Regions from separate parts of the Lactuca sativa genome. Here region 2 is linked to region 1. A link is a contact called in public Hi-C data. All regions are on one chromosome and are shown on one strand. The core of a region is the stretch at or near the end of the contact, and the rest is flanking DNA. Distances in the headings are between cores, read along the strand shown.

Evidence for each region. Hi-C and Micro-C count contacts between places; a contact is called where the count stands out from the background.
Region 2: a Hi-C map of bud shows a contact between it and region 1, with 7 times the contacts expected there. The contact joins the promoter of LOC111883555 here to the promoter of LOC111883546 in region 1. A contact is called at or near these places in 3 of 4 Hi-C or Micro-C datasets (bud and leaf).

What each region holds. Positions count from the first base shown.
Region 1 is chr4:160,336,187-160,341,815 of Lsat_Salinas_v11, forward strand. LOC111883546 (oligouridylate-binding protein 1B-like) reads right to left here and starts at 3,052. Exons shown (of 12, transcript XM_052770477.1): 1 at 2,805-3,052; 2 at 2,223-2,284; 3 at 1,984-2,086; 4 at 1,827-1,903; 5 at 1,685-1,746; 6 at 1,494-1,581; 7 at 1,321-1,396; 8 at 1,183-1,213; 9 at 965-1,084; 10 at 789-874; 11 at 507-683; 12 at 1-431. The coding sequence starts at 2,918. The coding sequence ends at 153.
Region 2 is chr4:160,498,050-160,503,678 of Lsat_Salinas_v11, forward strand. LOC111883555 (protein TIFY 10B) reads right to left here and starts at 3,342. Exons shown (of 2, transcript XM_023879876.3): 1 at 3,105-3,342; 2 at 2,174-2,996. The coding sequence starts at 3,258. The coding sequence ends at 2,485.

The DNA.
Region 1 (5,629 bases), core at 1,802-4,301:
AATTATGTATCCATACTCAACCAATATATAACAATCTACCAATGGGAAGACAAAAAAAAAGTGAAAAGGAAAACAACTGCCACATAAAACTCAACAAAACAATACATACGAAAAAATATATATAAAAAAAGAAGTTAAAACGCCACATAATCTCACTGATAATACATGAGTTGTTGGGCAGCAGCAACACCCTGGAAACCACCATCGTACATCGCCTGACTTGAACCACCACCACCACCTATACCCAGATGATGTTGTCTTTGAGGGTGGTGGTGGTGGTGCATAAGATGGGTGGGGTGGTGGACCCCACCCACCCCACCCATCCTGCTCATTGCTAATAAATTAGCAGCTGAAAGCATTGGGGCGGGACCCGGTGGTGGAAGTGGGTTTGAGCTCGTTCCTGGTGGAGTAGGCTTGCTTCCCCATGAACACTATCAAACAGCAAAAGATTATGATTTTTTTTATAAAACATTAAAAATGAATTTTATTAATTAAAAAAAATGTACCTTGATTTGTTTGCCATAAAGAATAGATTGAGTGTTTCCCATTTGAATAGCAAGTGCAGCCTCGGTGTGGTTACTGTATCGAACAAACCCAAAACCTTTGTCACGCTGCACACGCACTTCCTCAATCACCCCTGCACCTAGGGCATGAAAATGTCGATGTAGCTCAAGCTGTGTAACCTACATTTAAAAAAAATTATTCAATTCTATTATTATACAGATATAGATATAGATATAGATATAGATATAGATATAGATATACAGATAAATTGTAGGAGGTCTTACTTCAGGGCCAAGGTTGCCAACATAAACGGTTGTGTACTGTGGATTATTTTCAGGTGCATCACTATCACTTGGCTCTTTAGTATCCTCTGTAAAACAAAACAAAAAATATATATAGATAAAAAAAATGACAACTTTTGATAGTTTTATTTTATAATTATGCCTAGAGTATTGCATACCTAGAGATCCATTTGTTAGCTCTACAACACTTTTTGAATCTGAACCTTGTCTTTCATCACTAACACCAGCACCTTTTGTAGCCCAATTACATCTTATCTGCCTACTCCCAAGCCATTTTCCTAAAAATAAAAACACGTAAATGTTCTAAAATCAAGTTAAATCAAAACTCAATGCTAAAAATAATATTTGAACATGTGTGTCAGTGTGTCACGCTTACCAGTTAAGTCATTTATTGCGCTTTGAGCATCCTAAAAAAGGAATAACGTTAGATTTTTTTGCTTAAATATAATTTTTGTATGAAGAGACGAATAACAAATAGTCTTCCAGAATGTTCTAGAAAGAATATTAATATAACCTGTTGGTTTCGAAAAGAAACAAACCCAAAACCTCTTGAACGTCCAGTTTTCTGGTCCCACATAACCCTCGCATCCCTTTAATGATGCAAATACATGAAAAAAAAAAGTATGTAAAATGCATATATGTATAATTATATGTATGTATGTATAGAGAGATAAAACATGTACTCACGAACAGCTAGAATAGACAGAGAAGCATGCATACAACATAGCATCAGTAACCTCAGGGCTAAGATCACCAACAAATATGTTATAATGACCTTGAAGGGAAGAAAGTGATAATGTCATGAGGAAAGAAAGTAAAAAATAAATATGGGTATATTATAAATTATTTCCAAAAAGGGTATTAATATTAAGTCCTACCTGATGTGTCCTCCCTTTGTCCAGTGACATATGCCCAGTTAACTTTGATAGGTTGTCCAAACCTGCAAAACTTATTTGATAAGAGGAATGTTTTGAAGTGAAATTGCAGTGCAGAATATACCTCTATGAACACACCACTTACAAATGCCTTCCATTTAGAGACACTATTGCAAGTGCAGCAAATCTTCGATCAAAATAGTGAATGAATCCATATGATGACTACAGACATGAAGAAAATTATATAAATATTACTTATAATTTCTTGAAAAAGGAGCAAGAAAGTAGTAAAAAATAGGTACTTTGTCTTTTCTTATGAGTTTGCAGCTTTCAACAGGTCCAGTGCTTGCAAAAACCTCTTGAAGAAGTGGTTCAGTCACTTGTGTATGGATATTTCCCACATACCTGCATTTTTCTCAAAATAAAACAGGATTAAGTGGGCCCAAGTGGGATTTTTATATTTAAAAAAAAAAAAAAACTTTTATGATGATCAAGCATGGAAATGAAAAAGATGATAAGAAGCAAGATGTAAACTACTTACACACTGCGGCATGTGTTTGGATCAAACCCAGGAGGCAAATTTCCACTTGGTATTGGTTCAATCTGCAAAATGAAAAGGTGAAAAATGAATTTCATCGAGAGGATTCAAAATGTGATATTTTTGTAGCCAACAGACAAAAAGAACTGGGGTTCAATCAAAAAAGAATGGAACTGATCAAAGAAACTCGGCATCATCGATAGAACAAAAATCAAAAACCAAACTCCCAAAAAAGATGAAGTCACAAGCATTCACCAGCTAAAATTAAAACGCAGCTAAAATGAGCTCCAAGAGCGGCCATTAACAATTCATGATCAATCACAAAATCAAAAATTGAACAACATGAGGATGAAGTCAGAAGTACTTTTTATATTTTACTAGCCAGCAGACTAAGTAAACACTGATTTTCTCAGATTAAAAACGCAACTATCCAGAAGCTCTAAAACGAGCATCATCAATCGATAATCAATCAAAAAACGAAAACCCTAAACTCCAAATGACAGAATTAACAGACGAAGGATGAAGTCAGAAGCATGTGTATAAGTGGGGATAAATTACAACATTGAAACAGTGTTTTGTGCGAACCTGTGGTGGAGCCAATAGGCCAGGATGATAAAGAGATTGTTGTTGAAGGAGAGCTTGCTGCATCAAAGATTGTTGTTGTTGTTGCTGTTTCAGTCTCTGATGTTGATGTTGCATTATTGACGAATACAAATCTGCTCTGCTTCAGGATCGAGTAAAATTCAGTGATTTGGGGGGTTAGGGTTTCGATACTCCGCGTGGGAGAAACAGAACGACCAATGGAAAGCCCAAGAAGAAATAAACAGACCCGAACAGGACACTAGTACAAACTTAGCCTTGTACTATGACTATATTAACGTTTCACCCCTCCACGTTTGTTATGTACATCAAAATTTTAATTTCTTTTACGCATGACGTTAACAAAAGTTTTAATATAGCACGAATAAGACATAAGGTAAGGATATCACCGACAATATCACTGGCAATAAGGAATATGAATAGTAATTGCACAGAGACCATGACATAAATCAAGAGAACATATTGAACCCCAACTCGTACAACATGTTTGATAAGGGGAAATGACACAAATGTCCTACAAAATTTCTAGAGTTGGTCGATTTAGTTCTTAAAGTTTTTGTCGGGTTTTATGAGTCTCTAAAAAAAGTTCACCATACGACAGTGACCATTTAGACAAAAAAAAAAAAAAAAACTCACATTGTGCCCCTATAAAACCAAAAAAATAAGTTCGGGGATCATATGTTAGTCTCACTTTCACCTCCACTCAATACCACCCTTATTCCACCTTCCCCACAACCTCTTCCGTCAACCCGTCACCCTACCTGAACCAACTGATCATCAACATTTTCTTCAGCCATTACAGCCACCATAACTCACCTTAATCACCATCGAACCAATATCACAACAACCTAGTCCAACCACCCTTATTCCTCCCCTTTGTATCGTGAAATCAGCCACCACTGAAGCACCCATAACCCACAAAAATCACAAGTCAGCCACCATAACCAATCACCTGCAAACCGAAGAAAAAAGATTAACTCTCGTTATCTTTGTGAACCTCATCAAACCCACACATACTTCTCAACCTCGCATCCATCAAACCTGCAACTCAGAGAGATAAGGAGAGGTAGCTTGTACGATTTTGAACAAAGAAGAAGGAAGAAGGGGTCAATTCCTTGAAGAACTGAAATCAAATCAAAGAAAATAGTGGAAGGGGGTTGTGATCGAGAATCAATCAGAAGTAGAAGATGGATGTGATCTTCGGTGAGTGTGTGTAACGATCAAGGGTGAAGACGAAAATAAGAGCAACGATCGATTTCTTGGGAGGGTGCGAATTGAATGTGAATCGACTTTAGAAGAAAAGAATTATAGCTAATAAAGTCGATTTTTGTTGATGGATGTTGGCATACACGAAGACACACAAGAAATCGAATGGGTTGCTATCTTTCATTCTTCTCCCAAATCACTTCGATCTTGTGGCATAAGCTTTTGATCCCCAAACTTATTTTTTGGCTTTATAGGGACACAATGTAGGTTTTTTTGGTGTAAATGGTCACTATCGCATGGTGAATCGGCTATTACAAGTTGACATGGACTAAAAGAGCAGGTCATATCCTAGTTTAGGACCCGTAAAGCTTGGCAAAAACTTTAGGGACTGAATCGACGAATCCTAAAAACTTTGTAAAGCATTTGTGTCATTTTTCTATTTGATAATGATGATGATAGTTCGATACCATGAACAACATTCATGGTTAATATGTTAATTCAATTCATGAGAAAATAAAATTTCAAATAATAAATTGAATAATGGACCCATCCTAATTAATTGGACATAGTTGTTATGGAGCTCAATCCAAATGACTTTGGTCCCAATGATAATTAAAAATAGTAATCCAAACCAAGGTTGTAAAAGTCATTTAACGATACAATGTCACTAATAACGAGAAAAAAGTTCTTTTGTTTCCGACTTTATCACTCTCCATAATAATATGTCCAATTACGTTTGTTGGAAATGAAAGAGGATGAGAAAATAAAGGATCGAAGAATGAGAGTTCAATGAACTAATACAATTATTGTAGTGTGTACGTGTGTCTGTGTGTATGTATGTGTGTATATATATATATATATATATATATATATATATATATATATATATATATATATATATATACATATATGTATATATAGGTTCAAATGTGGATTGACATCTATTGTGCGGACGTGTGGACAATGTTATTCTGTGAGAATGATGAAGAAAATATGTTGTTTAATAATGTTAATACGTTCATTTTTACATAATTATTGTCATTATCACACATTTTCACCAATTAAATCGTTTATAAGGTTATTATAGACTTTTTTTTATTATTCACATTCTGTCAGAATGTTGTCAAAATGTTTATTGAGTCGTATTTTGTAAGAATGAAAATGAGTGGAAAACGATGTGTGAGAACAAAAATGAATAAGAATTAATGAGAATGAATGTAAATGAAAATAATTGTGTGAGGTTGAACATATTCACATCAATAAACAACTTATTCTTTTAGTGATTATCATAGAATAACATTGTTCACACGTCCGCACAATAGTTGTATATATATATATATATATATATATATATATATATATATATATATATATATATATATATATATATATATAGAGAGAGAGAGAGAGAGAGAGAGAGATTCTATGGAAAATAAAAAGGGATAATGACTTAAAAGAGTAATGTATTTTTCGATTTGTACACATTTGGTCACTGAGTTTTTTTTTCGTCCACATTTACCCCTTCAACTTGTTAAACTATACACATTCAGTCCTTATGATCGGTTACTCCAGGCTAGCCGAGAAAAACGACTTAATAGGATAAT
Region 2 (5,629 bases), core at 2,092-4,591, 160 kb after region 1:
ACTATAACAGATTTCAGACAAATACATTGATACTGAATCGTATATAATGTATGTTTAACTAGTTATAATAGATTTCTGTGAGATAAACTCCTATTGAGTTATATATAAATAATAAATTAAATCTACTCTATTAAATGAAAATATATTTTTTTGCCACATGTCACATTCCCATTCAATTTGTCAAATGTCATTTTAGAGTTATTTTGAATTAATCTTTTTTACACGTATCATTTTATAATTTTTCTATTTTAATAAATTCTACATAATATTTTAATGTAATAATTACAATAAATATAATAATAAACGAATATCAATTTCATTAATGGACTTATATTCTTATTTCAAAATTTCCAAATTAAAACTCATTAGTTTATTTTGTTTATTTATTTAAATTTAAAAGATAAAAAAATCAATTTTAATAATTTATTATTTTTTTTATTTTCTTATAAATCTAAAGTTCTTAAATATTTAGACATTTATATTTATTTTTAAATTTTTTTTTATTTATATTATTTGTTTAAATGTAAAAGATAAAAAAAAACATTTCCAATATAATAAATCATTATTTTTTTTTCATATAAATTCAAAGTTTTCAAAAATTTTAACATTTATATTTAACTTTTTTTTAACTAGCCCATGTAATACATGATTTTCACAACTAATATATATATATATATATATATATATATATATATATATATATATATATATAATAATAATAATAATAATAATAATAATAATAATAATAATAATAATAAGTACAATTAAAATAACCGAATAACAAACTATTATCCCTCAATTTAACGCTTCATAAAACAAAAGTAGCCCTCAATAAAATTAAAAGAGCATAACTACTTCTTCGCTATGACAATAATTGTCTAATATATATTTTTCATTCTGTTACTTAAAAACACAAATTGTCATTGTTTTTTTCTCATATAACATAATATCAATGATAACGAATAAAAATCTTATTCACCTTTCACACTTTTATAATTTCTTATCAATATTCCTTTGTCCCCTCTTCATATTTTACAGCTAAAAAAAATAAAATGAACTTTATATATATATATATATATATATATATATATATATTCAAGTATTCTAACTAATTATTGTGCGGATATCGTATGCAATGAGAATTATTAAGAAAATAAGTTGTTTAGCAATGCGAATACGTTCAACCTTACAAAAATATCGTCATTTTCATGCATTCTCGCTAATTATTATTTATTTTTGTTTTCATATATCGTTTTTCACTCATTTTCATTCTGACAGAATACGACTCAATAAACATTCTGACAAACATTCGGATAGAAATGAGAATAATAATAATAATTGTATAATAACTTTATAGACGATTTAATTAGTGAGAATGTGTGTTAATGACAATAATTATATAAGATTAAACATATTCGTATTGCTAAGCAATTTAATTTCTTAGTAATTTTCATAACATACGATATCCACATAATAATTAGTTAGAATAGAATAACTTAAGCCTATATATATATATATATATATATATATATATATATATATATATATATATATATATATATATATATATATATTCTTCTTTTGTCACGTGTCACCATATTATACCTCCTAATTAATATCATGCTACTTGTCAACTTATTATTCTTTATTTCAAATTTTAAATTTCAAATTTTAAATTTTCCACTTTATTTACATAAAATTAGTAACATTATAATAAAAATTAAATTAAAATTAATACATATTATAAAGTCACTTATTTATTTAAATCAACGATTATAATTTTATATAACTAAAAAAACATCTCTTAATTAATAATTTGTTTGAAATAATTTATTAATAATTTGAATTTTTACTATGAAAGTTTAATTAATTTTATAACCATGGTCTAACATACATTGTTTTGATATATTTTAGTGGCTTTTATTTTGATTTTTTCTTGATTCCCTCAAACAACTCACTTTGATCTACTATTTGTGTTTACCTTCTTTGTTGGTTAATAGTTGTTTAACGTCTAAGGTCATTTTGAGACACAATCATTTTATCTCTGTGCACGGACGACTGTCGACATCTACCTCCTCTACCTCATTCTAATGGGATTTACGGATATGTTATTGTTTCTTTTTGTAACATATATTGTTTCAAAGCGGAATTAAAATATGTAAACTAAGAAACCTAACTAAAATTCATGTATAAAATAAAATATAAATAATAAACCCACTTCAAACAATTAGATAGTTTGATGGTTGATCCTTTGATTGTAAGAAAACACACGAGCTAAAAATACTAAATCATCAAAAATAGAAAAATCTTAAAACCCAAACGAATCTAATCTAAAATATCTATACATTAAAAGCCCTGTAATAGATCGACGTGTCACATTCTGATCCAATCACAACATTCAATATGGTAGTGAAGTCAAACTCTGTTTCACATTAGCTTCAAGGCATTCGAAAAAGCCGGTGGTTATGGCTTCCAACTTCCAAGTCAGAAATTGAGATCAAAACGATGGTCGTTACCGGAAAATGAACCCCCCGGAGACTGATACGGCGCTCGCACGGTGGCTCTGTCTTTCCTCTTGGCCAAGAACTTGTGCAGCGATGCTCGTCGTGCAATTGGCAAATCCGAACCTTTGGTTTGCAGCTCTGCATGAATCGGTGGTGGAGGTAATCGGAAAACATGATCATCAGAAGAAGGTTTTGCAATAGAAGCCAATTCAATTCGGTTCTCGATTTTAGGAGAACCCTTCTGCGCCATTAGCATCAGATCTCTCGCTTTATCTTCCGGAACATCATCTAAAACCAATATATTTCCTCCATAGAAAATCGTCATCTGTGAGGCTTTAGTCTCTGTAGCTTTGTTTTTTAAATCTTCTACATCACATGAGGAATCTAAGATCACATATTGAGGCAACATCTTCTCCGATTTCTCCGCATTCAAGTTCAAATCCTTTTCACCGGGAAATTTCATGTTGCTTAACAAATCAACAGTCGTAGTTTCTGAAATACCAAATTGACACATCAGATTAGTCTCCAGCAATTTCAGAGATCTAATCAATTCAATCAAAGGATCCAACCCCAAATCGAAACAATTACAAACAAACATACCTGAAGCATCGAACTTTGCATTGATTCCGAAACTAAGATCTCGGAACTGATTGCCGTTTTCTTTCAGAAACAGACTCAACCGGTTGCAAGTCTGCACAAACTTCGATTTCTCCACAGGCGCTTTGCCGGAAAAGTAACGTTTCGCCGTCGACATGTCTAAACAAAACAGGTCCGTGGAGGAGTAATGGTGATTGATGATGAAGATTGAAGAAGGAAGAAGGAGGGATTTGCAAATTTATATTAAAAGCTGTTCATGTGCTTTGGCCATATAACTGTTGTGACTTGTGGTGGGGTCAACTTATCCTTTTATAAATCGCCACCGTTTCTCGTGTTTTATATGAGCACGTGTTAATTGTTTTTTTGAGAAATGACTGGTTAGGCGCGAGTCGACTCAGTCTTTGGTTGGACTCGTTCAAATTTAAAATTGGTGGTGGCCCATGCAAATAAGGAGGAGGATTATTCAAAGACTATACCAACTAACTTCACTGGTCGACAGATTATTCCTTTGTAATTTTATATCATCAAAAGAAATTCGGTTTATTGGATGTTTAGATGTTTTGTATTTAAATTAGTTATTATTATGACTTAAAATGTAATACTTTATAATAATCAGTTTATTTAGTATTTAAACTATATTGATTTTCTCATGTAATATACATGCAATCCTCTCGATAACTTACAATGAACCATGAAAGATGAAAGATGAAACCCTATGTTAAAATATATATACTATTTTTAATTTTAACAAGTTTTGGTCACCTTGGGTTAAACGAGTCCACCAGTAAAATACAAAACAACACTTACGTACAAAAAACAATTGTTAATATGTACAACTAGTTTAAAGAAAATAAAACAAATAAACAAATCAATTAACAAGGTGAGGCTTTTGGTTTTTTTAAAGCCATGCATGATGACACATACTCGACTGTTGACTCCACTTATTGTCATGTACTTTTGCTGTTAATCCTTTTAATTATAGAGAACTCTGAGTTGATAAATAAAAAAAGAAACATGGAATCTTTGCATATTTTTGATGAAACAAGATCTCAACAATATCAATTATTTTGATTTCTTTGCCGTCTCTATTTTTACGGTTCATTAAGAATAGTCAATTAGATAAGACTCTGCACTATTTTAAGTACATGATAATGGAAGCGAATAATGCTAACGTTGTTGCTACAATGCTATACATTTGAAAATAATAAGGCGAAAAGTCTTTGGTATAATAAAACTTTTTAAAGAGTTTATGTTGGTGATTTTATATCACTAATATTATTTAAGTGTAATAGGATTAATTTGTTGATCAATGTCATTTTGATAATTATCGAACAAATTAATATGATGTAGAGTGCACATTTGTTTGATTTTGTCATTATTGAAAGTATACTGTTATTTCGGGACGAAGCCCCTGAATTGACGGGGGTCCGGGGGCAGCGCCCCTGGGAGCGGGGTCCAAGGGGCAGAGCCCCTGGTAGGGGTCAAGCTGTCAGGTCAGCACGAAATTTTTTTATATAAGTTATGTTGCTATATAAAAAAAAATGTCTCAGAAATCCGTAATTTTGTAAAAACACCCGATTTTGTGATCCATTTATAGACCCAATTTAAAGTTAGTTTGTGACAGGTAATATGACTGTTTTTGGACAGTAAGTTGTTTTCCTATAACTACCATATGATAGTTTAAGACAGGAAGTTAGTTTCTGTTATATGATCAATTTCGGATTCATTTTGGGCACATATTTCATAACATCTTTTTCATTCTCCATTCTAGAAAAACAATGAGTTTCATCCGATTAGAGATTTTGAGTGTACCATTGAAATGCTTAAATCTAAAAGTGTTTCACAACTCTAACTGATCCAAGTATATCTATATCCCGATTTTCTAACAGTTTATTAAGTTATGCATGGATGAGCTAAAAATAGGAATAGACCTCATGGTCACTTTAATAAGGGTGGATGGTCAAATGTGAAGAACAACATTAAGGAAAAATAATTTTTTTTTTGACAAAAAGCAACTTAAAAATAAATGGGACACTATGAAGAAAGATTGGAAATTGTATGATCGTTTTATGAGGACTAAATCTTGCATTAGATGAAATCTCGTAAGAAAGACAATCTATGCACCAGAAGAATGGCGGGACAAAAAAATAAAGGTAATATATGAAAGTGGCATGTGCTAATAAGAGGTAATTAACCCATAGTGAGATAGAGAACCAAATTTAGGGACGTAAATTTGGATATAATGAAATCTCTAAATAAAGGCTCATAATACTTATATATATATATATATATATATATATATATATATATATATATATATATATATATATATATATATATATATATATATATATATATATATATATATATATATATATATATATATATATATATATATATATATATAGGAAAAGTGAATATAACCTTAAGGGTATATAAGCTTAGCTACCAAACCCATTATAATACGTCATTTTGTTTAATATATTCATTATAATGTTCTTAAACTTCAACCATTGAATTGATTTATT